Regions from separate parts of the Rattus norvegicus genome. Here region 2 is linked to region 1. A link is a contact called in public Hi-C data. All regions are on one chromosome and are shown on one strand. Each heading gives the region's core, a stretch centred on a gene start, on an enhancer-like site or on the middle of the called end of the contact. The rest is flanking DNA. Distances are from core to core; before and after follow the strand shown.

Region 1 (3,908 bases), core at 758-3,257:
GTCTGTAGTATTTTAACCCAAATTTATAGAACCAGTTCCAGCAGGCTGTCCTCCCCAGTACATACCTTAAAGTACGTTTAGAACTGTATCGTGATTTACAGTGACATGTGCAGAATTTATAATTCACTCTTCTGGTAGCCTCCCTAACAGTTTTTTTCTCTGGATGCTTTTTTTTTTCCTTAGACATGTTTGCCAGTCCTCAGGGGTGATTTCAGTAACTGTTCATACATCACTTCTCTCCAGTGTCTGATCAAGGCCTGACTACCTCTGTCAGGAGTCAGTTCACGGTGGGCCTTTCATCTTACTTTATTCCTCTCGGCCCACAGCCTTCTTTGCCTCCACTCGGCCACTCTAAATACCCCCTTATTTGGCAGCAGCCATCCTCCCCTGAGGTCAGCCTGTTCTGGCTTGACTGCCAGCTCCTTTGAGGCAGGGGCGACATTGGTCTTGTCTATAAAACAGGTACTTGCTAAGTTCTCTAGGAACGCAAAATTCTGTTGTGTTAGGACTCACAGCCATCCTTCCTTAGAACTCCCATCTGTTTCTGTCTCCCCTCTTTTCTTGAGCTCCGAGTCTTACGGAAGATATTAATTGAGCACCCAAGATCAAATACTCACAGCTCCACAATTCCCCTAGGATGGCATGAATGTCTCATGTGGCAGTGCCCTGGAGACCCCTTGGGTCTCATGTTATTTCACTGTGGGGTTTCGGGTGTGCAGCGTCTGTACAGCAACCAGGCACCACATTAGCACACACGATACTACCTTCCCATTTCAGGGTCCCTCACGCTCCGCTGCCTTGGTCTCCATGTTCTCCAGAACATCCAAAATCGTTTTCCCAGTTGACCTCTTCCTTCCACTTTGACCTTTATTCTGAAATGACTTCTGTGCCCTTACTCTAGTTCTTAGCTGAAGTGCCTCCATGCCAGCGGTGGTGTTTCCTATAAAGTCTACAAGTCAGTGTTGCTAGCATCCAGGGGCCAATCAGAGTGCAGTGTCTGAGAGTGCTTCTCCACCTCCTGGAAGGAGCGAGGGCCCGAACCTAGCCTGGCTCTTCTGCACTCACCCGAAGCAGGGGAGTCAAGAGGGCAGGAGGAGAGTAAACTGTTAATATATCCTGGCAAATAATTGGGAAAAATTAAAAAATAAGGCACAGGAAAATAAAGTTTTTCAAAATTAATATTCCACCAAAATAAAATCTACACCAAAGATCAAGAAACATCTAGCTGAGGACACAGATAGTAAATATTTTAGTCGTTCTGATCTACATATTGTCTGTCAAATTGCCACAGTATAGAAGCAGTTAGAGACAATGCTGACATTAATAAGAGTGGCTATGTCTCAATATAAAGGTTCAGTTTCAATGCCATGAATTCCTTTTCTATTGTTCTTGTCCCTTTCACAATATAAAACCATGGATAGCTGTGAATGATATGAGGACAAATGCCAGCCAGGACGGATTTGAATCATGGATTCTCTTCTGTTAGACCTGGTCCTACACCACTCATTTTTGCCCGATTAGATTCAGCAACCACATACCACCACTACAACAAACTCTTTGGAGACCAAAGCAGGCAGATTGTTGGAAGTTCAAAGCCAGCTGAGGCCACAAAATAAAACCATGTCTCAAAAAACCCAAAAGATCTGGAGAATCTGATGAGATTTGTGAAATCTCCTTTGCTAGAGAGAGAAAACTTCTTAACTCACAGACACACGCTGTCACCCAGAAACACTCTTCCTCCTTTTAAAAGCGTTCTGATTGCAGTGAGGCAGGTGGGAGCAAGAGAACTCGTTCATGCCCCAAGTCACCTACGGTAGGTAGCTTTATCTATGAAAGCTGTGTTATACCTTAGGCTTGGCTGTCCACACTATAAAGCCACTTCTGTCATTAGAAAACACTGAGCAGTGGAATGTGGGAGAGCAGCCAGCAAACTCTTGTGCATGGGTCACATTATGTGACCTGGCCACCATCCCTGGTGTTTCTAGATAAAGGTTAACAAACCTGGGTCTGAGACCTTAGTCACTGTCAGTGACTCAGAACGTACTCTGCACTCCGAGAGGGCTCAGGAGAGGCCTTTCACCAAGGAAGCAGACAATCTGTTTTAAAACGTTTTTATAAACATTCTTTCCTCTAACCACAGCCCTGAGACAACATTAGGCCAGGATGGCACTTCAGAGTCATGAAAAAGACGTAAACCGATGGACGGCTTGCCTCAACTCCTCACTCAAAGGTTTAAGTCCCCACTTTAGCCAAAGGAACATGCCACCAGCAAGACTACCCACTATCTTTGTAGGATAACATGCTGACTGAGGAGGGGGCCAATTTCTGAACAAATCCCGTCTCTTACAGTGAGTGGGAAACGATGGGGGATTCTTATACAGCTAAGCCTCCTTCAGAGCCTGGTCTTTTATCCTAGGTTGGGCAAAGGGACCCAAACGAGGCTTCAGAGTGTTGGAAATGCATCAGTCACCAGAAGAATCTGGTTGCTTATCATGTGGAAGCAGTGGATTTCGGGAATTATACGAGTTTATACCAGTGTGAAATTGACTCTAGGCTGGAAACTGCCTACTTCCCTTAAGACTCATGACCACTCTGTGAGGCAGGTACCACTGTGGCTCCTGTCTAGCAGATGAGGAAACACAAGTGTAGAGGAGTAACTTGCCCAGAAACGTCCAGATCCAGGATTCAAATCAAGCAGATGGCTTCAGATTCCCCTGTCCCTATGTGCCCCTCCTGAAAATATCTTCCTGTCCCATTGGGAAGTCCTACTAGTTCATCCCACTCTTAGGATTCCCTGAGTGTACAACTCCTTTCTCAGTGAAATGTATTTATTCCTTGAGAGTTATGCATAAGCCAGGTTTTACAAAGAAAGTCAGCCAGCTACACTCACAGGACATCCTGCTGTGGCAAATCTTGCAAAGTGACTCCTTGTCCTTGCAAAGAGGAAGGACTTCATAAAAAGGCTTTTAGGTGACATCACTGCCTCTAATTTATATAAATGTTTCAACTGAACATTAATGATATGTATGCTTTGCTAACTGGAGGGGATAAGGGAGGGGGAAATGCTACCCGGAGCCACTGCAGCCTGGGACTGATTAATTCAATGAGTCACCAGAGGAAGCAGGCGTACTGCCAGTGCCGGCCGTGGGCTCCATGCCACCCTTTGCTCTGATAGGGATGCCAACCCTCCTGGGTCCACTGACAGATTGCTGAGAAGAGGGATGGGTGGTGGGATGCAGGAGGGTTGAAGGAAACAACATTGTGTAGTAGCACGAAAGCCCTAATCTGTCTGCTTTCTTCTGGGTATCACCTGCATGCTGGCTGAGGGGGTGGAATGCCAGTTCAGTTTACCTCTTGCCTGGCAAGGTGATGAGCCTAGTGTGTGTAGACCAAGGGTCATCGGGTGTTCAGAGAAATAGAGGGAGTCTTTGTCTACTGTGTCTCTTATGGTCCAGGGTAAATCATCAGCTGGGTGTGATGGGCCCCCGAGGCTGTTCACCAAATGTTAGGAGGGGTCACCTCACTAGACACACCCTCTCCAGTCCAGTAGTTTTAGCCTGCAGAAACCTAGTCAGAGGAAGGAAAGGGGACTTGGTCCACAGGGTGATTTTTGAAAGCTATCCTTGGAGCTGGCTGTGGGGATTCATTCCTGTGCCACACACCTACAGGAACACATGGAAAGCCCAACTTTCTTACCCACCTTTCCATTCATCTACCAACCCATCCATTTGGCTACCTGGCTTCTTCTCTATTACATTATTCTATAGTATCAGACACTGCATCTCAGTCACCCTGCTTTGCACCAGTTATTATAAAATTGTTCCCTCTCTGAAAGATCTTGTCTTGCTTGACCCTGGAAACACAACTATTAAAGAAAAGTTAGGAATTTCACAAAATCTGTGTTGTAT
Region 2 (3,908 bases), core at 369-2,868, 44 kb after region 1:
TGCCTAAAACAGTAATAATCACTGGTGTCTTAATTAAACTCGATCAGCTGAGGCTTCATTGACTAACCTTTGGTACCGTGGCTCCATCATGAAACCGGATCATTCTCATAGCTCTACATGTTAATTGTCAGTTATTACCCTGAGGTCTGGCTAAGGCCAACTGACTACATTTCCATCGGGAGAGACTGGTTTGGGTGATGACTGATTTAGAATGTGCACAGTGTGTAGGGTGTAATTCGTAGTGGTTCACAAGAGAAGGGGAGTGGAGGGAGACTCAGATTAACTATTCATGCTTATTGCATCTAATAGTGCCATTCCATTATCTGCTTTTTTTTTTTTTCTGGCAAACTGACTTTTGGCTTTCAAGGAAACAACCCAGTAAAAGCTGACTGACTCCAAGTCACCCTGTTGTGCACAGTGGCGATTTAGTGATGCAACATTTCTAAAATGGTCCAATAATTACTTCTCTACAACTGAATCTTTCAATTGGCGAAATCTCGTCATGTCTGAAGGAAAAATCTCTGGATTTCCTGATGTTGTTGTCTCCTTTCTTTCTCATTTCCCATTCCACTTAAGACATCCTCATTCCCTCATTGCTATGTTTTGGATCTTCAAAGGCTGTCTTATTTCCTTAGAAGCTCTACAAGCACAATCCTCTAAAATCAATTTGAAGCTAAGATACTTTCCATTGCATTTAATAAAAAGAAACCGTGCCTCCCTCCCAGTTTCAGGAAGTGTGTATTTATTATACACAACAAAACGAGGAAGCCTTAAGGCCTAAACACTGGAGCCCCCAGAAGGAGCAAACGTATTTAGAGACTTGTTAAGTCTCTTCAGCCCTAACCTAGCACAGGGGTCAAGGCCCCTAGTAAAGTAAGTGGGCTTTGCAAGATCACATGCCACCTAACCACGGCTCCAACCACCCTCTCTTTTTAAGATGTTGCAAGGTTCTACCTTTGTTCAGCAGAACCACTGGCACGGTGATGATGGTGACAAGCGCAGCGACACCAAGCAGTCCCAGAAGAACCTTCCACGGTGTCTGCAAATAGGTCAGATTGCCAACAATTAGAGGGAAGCCTTTGTTCCTGCTCTGAGAAGAGGGTTAGAACTCGGCCCCTTCAGAGGCAGAGGGGTTTGCAGGTGCAGGAATAGACTGGAGGGATTTGGCGCTCACTCAGCAGAAGCACTGAATTTTGGCCCCAGAGCATGATCTTATGATCTTTTGGCTTCTCTCCTCCCACCCAACCGTCTGAAGCCAAATGAGAGTACCGCGTGCGTTCCACGGGTGACTGTCCCCGACTTCCAAGGCTCAGTGCCTGGGTCCTAGTAGGACACGCCACAGATCTAAGCCAGTGTGAGGGACGGACGTTCCTTCACCTGTTGGAGTGGCCCCATGGCTTCCGCCTATTGCCAGCTCCTGGTTGCCTCCAGGAACGCTAGGGCAGTTTAGGGGAAATCTGTCAAAACACCACCACCCACAACCCGACTCCGGGTTCAGGGAGCCGCGACGCGGGGTGCACTCACCTTCATGGTTGGGCGGCTCCTTGAAACTGAACTCTGAAGCTTGAGCGCAGGCAGAAGTCACCGCGCGCGGAGACGGACGTCCTGCGCCTCTGCTCTGCACACAGTCACCCTGAGCTCGCCGCCAAGTTTCGGCCCGAGTTAAACATTAGTTAGCGCCAGGCGGGCTTCGGTGCGCAGTGTGGGCGCCCGGCAGGCGACCCAGCGCGGAAGGACTACTAGGCGAGCCAGGGAGTGGCACGCAGGGCCCCCGTGAGTGGGGGACACAGGGGACAGCGAACCCCCTTTGCCGAAAAGGACATTGCACATTGGGATTTAACTGTTCCTCCCTTGCGTGGATAAGCAAGGCAGCTGAGGTCCAAGAGGGCATGGAGTTTGGCAGATTCACAGCTCACTGCAGAAACTAGTTGCCAGTTCTCTTGCCTCTTTCCCTGAGAGGTCTGTCAGGCTGAGAGAAGGGGTTGAGTGTCCCATGTTATCTGGCTGGCAAAGAAAGAGAAAGGGTGATTGTTCACCTTTGAATGACACTTCAGGTTGAATATCGGTATTAACTTTCCCCGGGGAATTTTCACTAATTTTGCGGGCATCTCTTCTCATCAAGAAAAAATAATAACGCTACCACTTCTTAAGTGGGAAGTTACTTTAAGCACTGTTCTACGCGATTAATGTGTTACTTTACAGAAAGGAAGATTACGCACAGCGACATCAAGTCACTCCACCAACCCACTCAGCCATGATGCTATGGAGCTTAAATTAAGAGTGCAGGGCAGGGGTTGGGGATTTGGCTCAGTGGTAGAGTGCTTGCCTAGCATGCGCAAGGCCCTGGGTTCGGTCCCCAGCTCCGGGGAAAAAAAAAAAAAAAAAGAGTGCAGGGCACTGCAAGAACGCTGAAGCCACTGGACCTTAGTCTTTCGTGTCTCCACAATTTAAGGAAGTATATTTCTTCATAAATCATCTGTGGCAGGCCACATAAATAGACTAAGGCACGCATACACACACACACACACACACACACACGCACACAGTCTCCTTAATTATGTCTCCCAAGTGTCCAATCTGTTTCTATCTCCCTCTTCTAACACCTAAAGAAGTTGAGTCAAGACTTCCTGGAGTCTTGAGCCAGAGTTGAAAAGGCAGACTAAAAAGACCTGCAGGGAACAGAATACCAGAAGGCTCATTGCTGTCTATTGCCGTCAGCCAGTGGGGCTTTCCACAAAAGTAATAAACACACCAGCCCAGGGCTGAACCTGGAAGCCTGCACCAAGGATCACTGGATGGATCTACAGAACAGATCATCTTGTTCTCTGGGATAAATCTTCCATTCATGCACAGTTATTTCCACACTCTGTGGACATTCTGTGAGTTTTCATGTATCAGCCTTTTGATGGTGTTTTAAACAAGTCCGTAATGAATCAGCCAGTCGATATATTATCTACCACTTGGGCTGGCGTAGACGCTCCGGCTCATCATTTCTTTTCCCACACAGAATGTTCTGTTCCTCAGGAAGAGTTCCTGAGCAGAGCTTTCATACAGTAGCTTCTCCCCCCACAGCTGTGCCCTCTTTCTTTGCTAAAGAACGATGCTTCACCTTCTACCATTCTTTGGTTAAAGGCAACTCTCCCTAAAGCCTCTGAGGGAAAGTGTTGAGGGAGAGACATTGCCACCATGGGAGAAGGCACAGCAGAATCCAAGTTCTCTGAATCGGTGCTCGTTTTTGCCTTGTGGGATCTGGTGGGCTTGTCTTGTTTCTTCCGGAAATACACACCGTTCACATCCTAAAGTCCGCTGTGCTCGCATATGCCAACTTCACCATTTGGATGATTAGGTAAGACTGTTCATTGTGGAGAACTCATTTGTGTATTTAGTTGGCAATATTTCTTAAAGTGAATATTCTAAACAAGAATACGTACTTAAAGCCATAGCTCCCAGATCTCCTCATTTGGAGATCGGTCCTCTGCATATTAAATTATGACAATATAACCCAATGTGACCCCGATCATTATAAAATGGTGAAGCAAAGACGGACACACAGGGAAAATGGCATAAAAGAACGAGGGGGAAAGATGGGCTCCTACAAGCCAAAGAAGCCGAGAGCAAATTTTTTTTCTCACAGAACTCAGAAGGAACCTTCATACTCCTAGGTTCCAGAACTCGGGAACAAATCAGTATTTTTGCTTAACCACCCGGCTTGCAGTAGCTACTCTCAGCAGCTCTAGTAAACTGACGGACTTGCTGTTTCATGGCTGTGCCTTCAACCTCTTCTAGGGCCCGGGAACAAGGTAGTTGCTGAAATTCAATGGAGAGAAGTAGTTTGTCGTTGTAGCCAACTTTAAGGGGGGGGTCCCTGAGTTTGCATAATTAATTATAATAATAGATAGTTAAGACGT

What was found. Hi-C and Micro-C count contacts between places; a contact is called where the count stands out from the background.
Region 2: a Hi-C map of kidney shows a contact between it and region 1, with 2.4 times the contacts expected there. The contact joins the promoter of Dpp4 here to the enhancer-like site in region 1. A contact is called at or near these places in 3 of 12 Hi-C or Micro-C datasets (kidney and liver).

The regions. Positions count from the first base shown.
Region 1 is chr3:67,406,389-67,410,296 of GRCr8, forward strand. The region is part of intron 10 of Dpp4 (dipeptidylpeptidase 4); the gene reads right to left. Among named protein-coding and RNA genes, the nearest start is that of Dpp4, 44 kb to the right of the region's middle. Within about 2 kb of position 2,008, at least 11 of the 93 cell types and tissues checked have an H3K27ac peak or open chromatin away from gene starts, as enhancers often do. A contact at or near this core is called in kidney and liver, where this site is marked.
Region 2 is chr3:67,450,804-67,454,711 of GRCr8, forward strand. Dpp4 (dipeptidylpeptidase 4) reads right to left here and starts at 1,619. Exons shown (of 26, transcript NM_012789.2): 1 at 1,525-1,619; 2 at 955-1,039. The coding sequence starts at 1,530.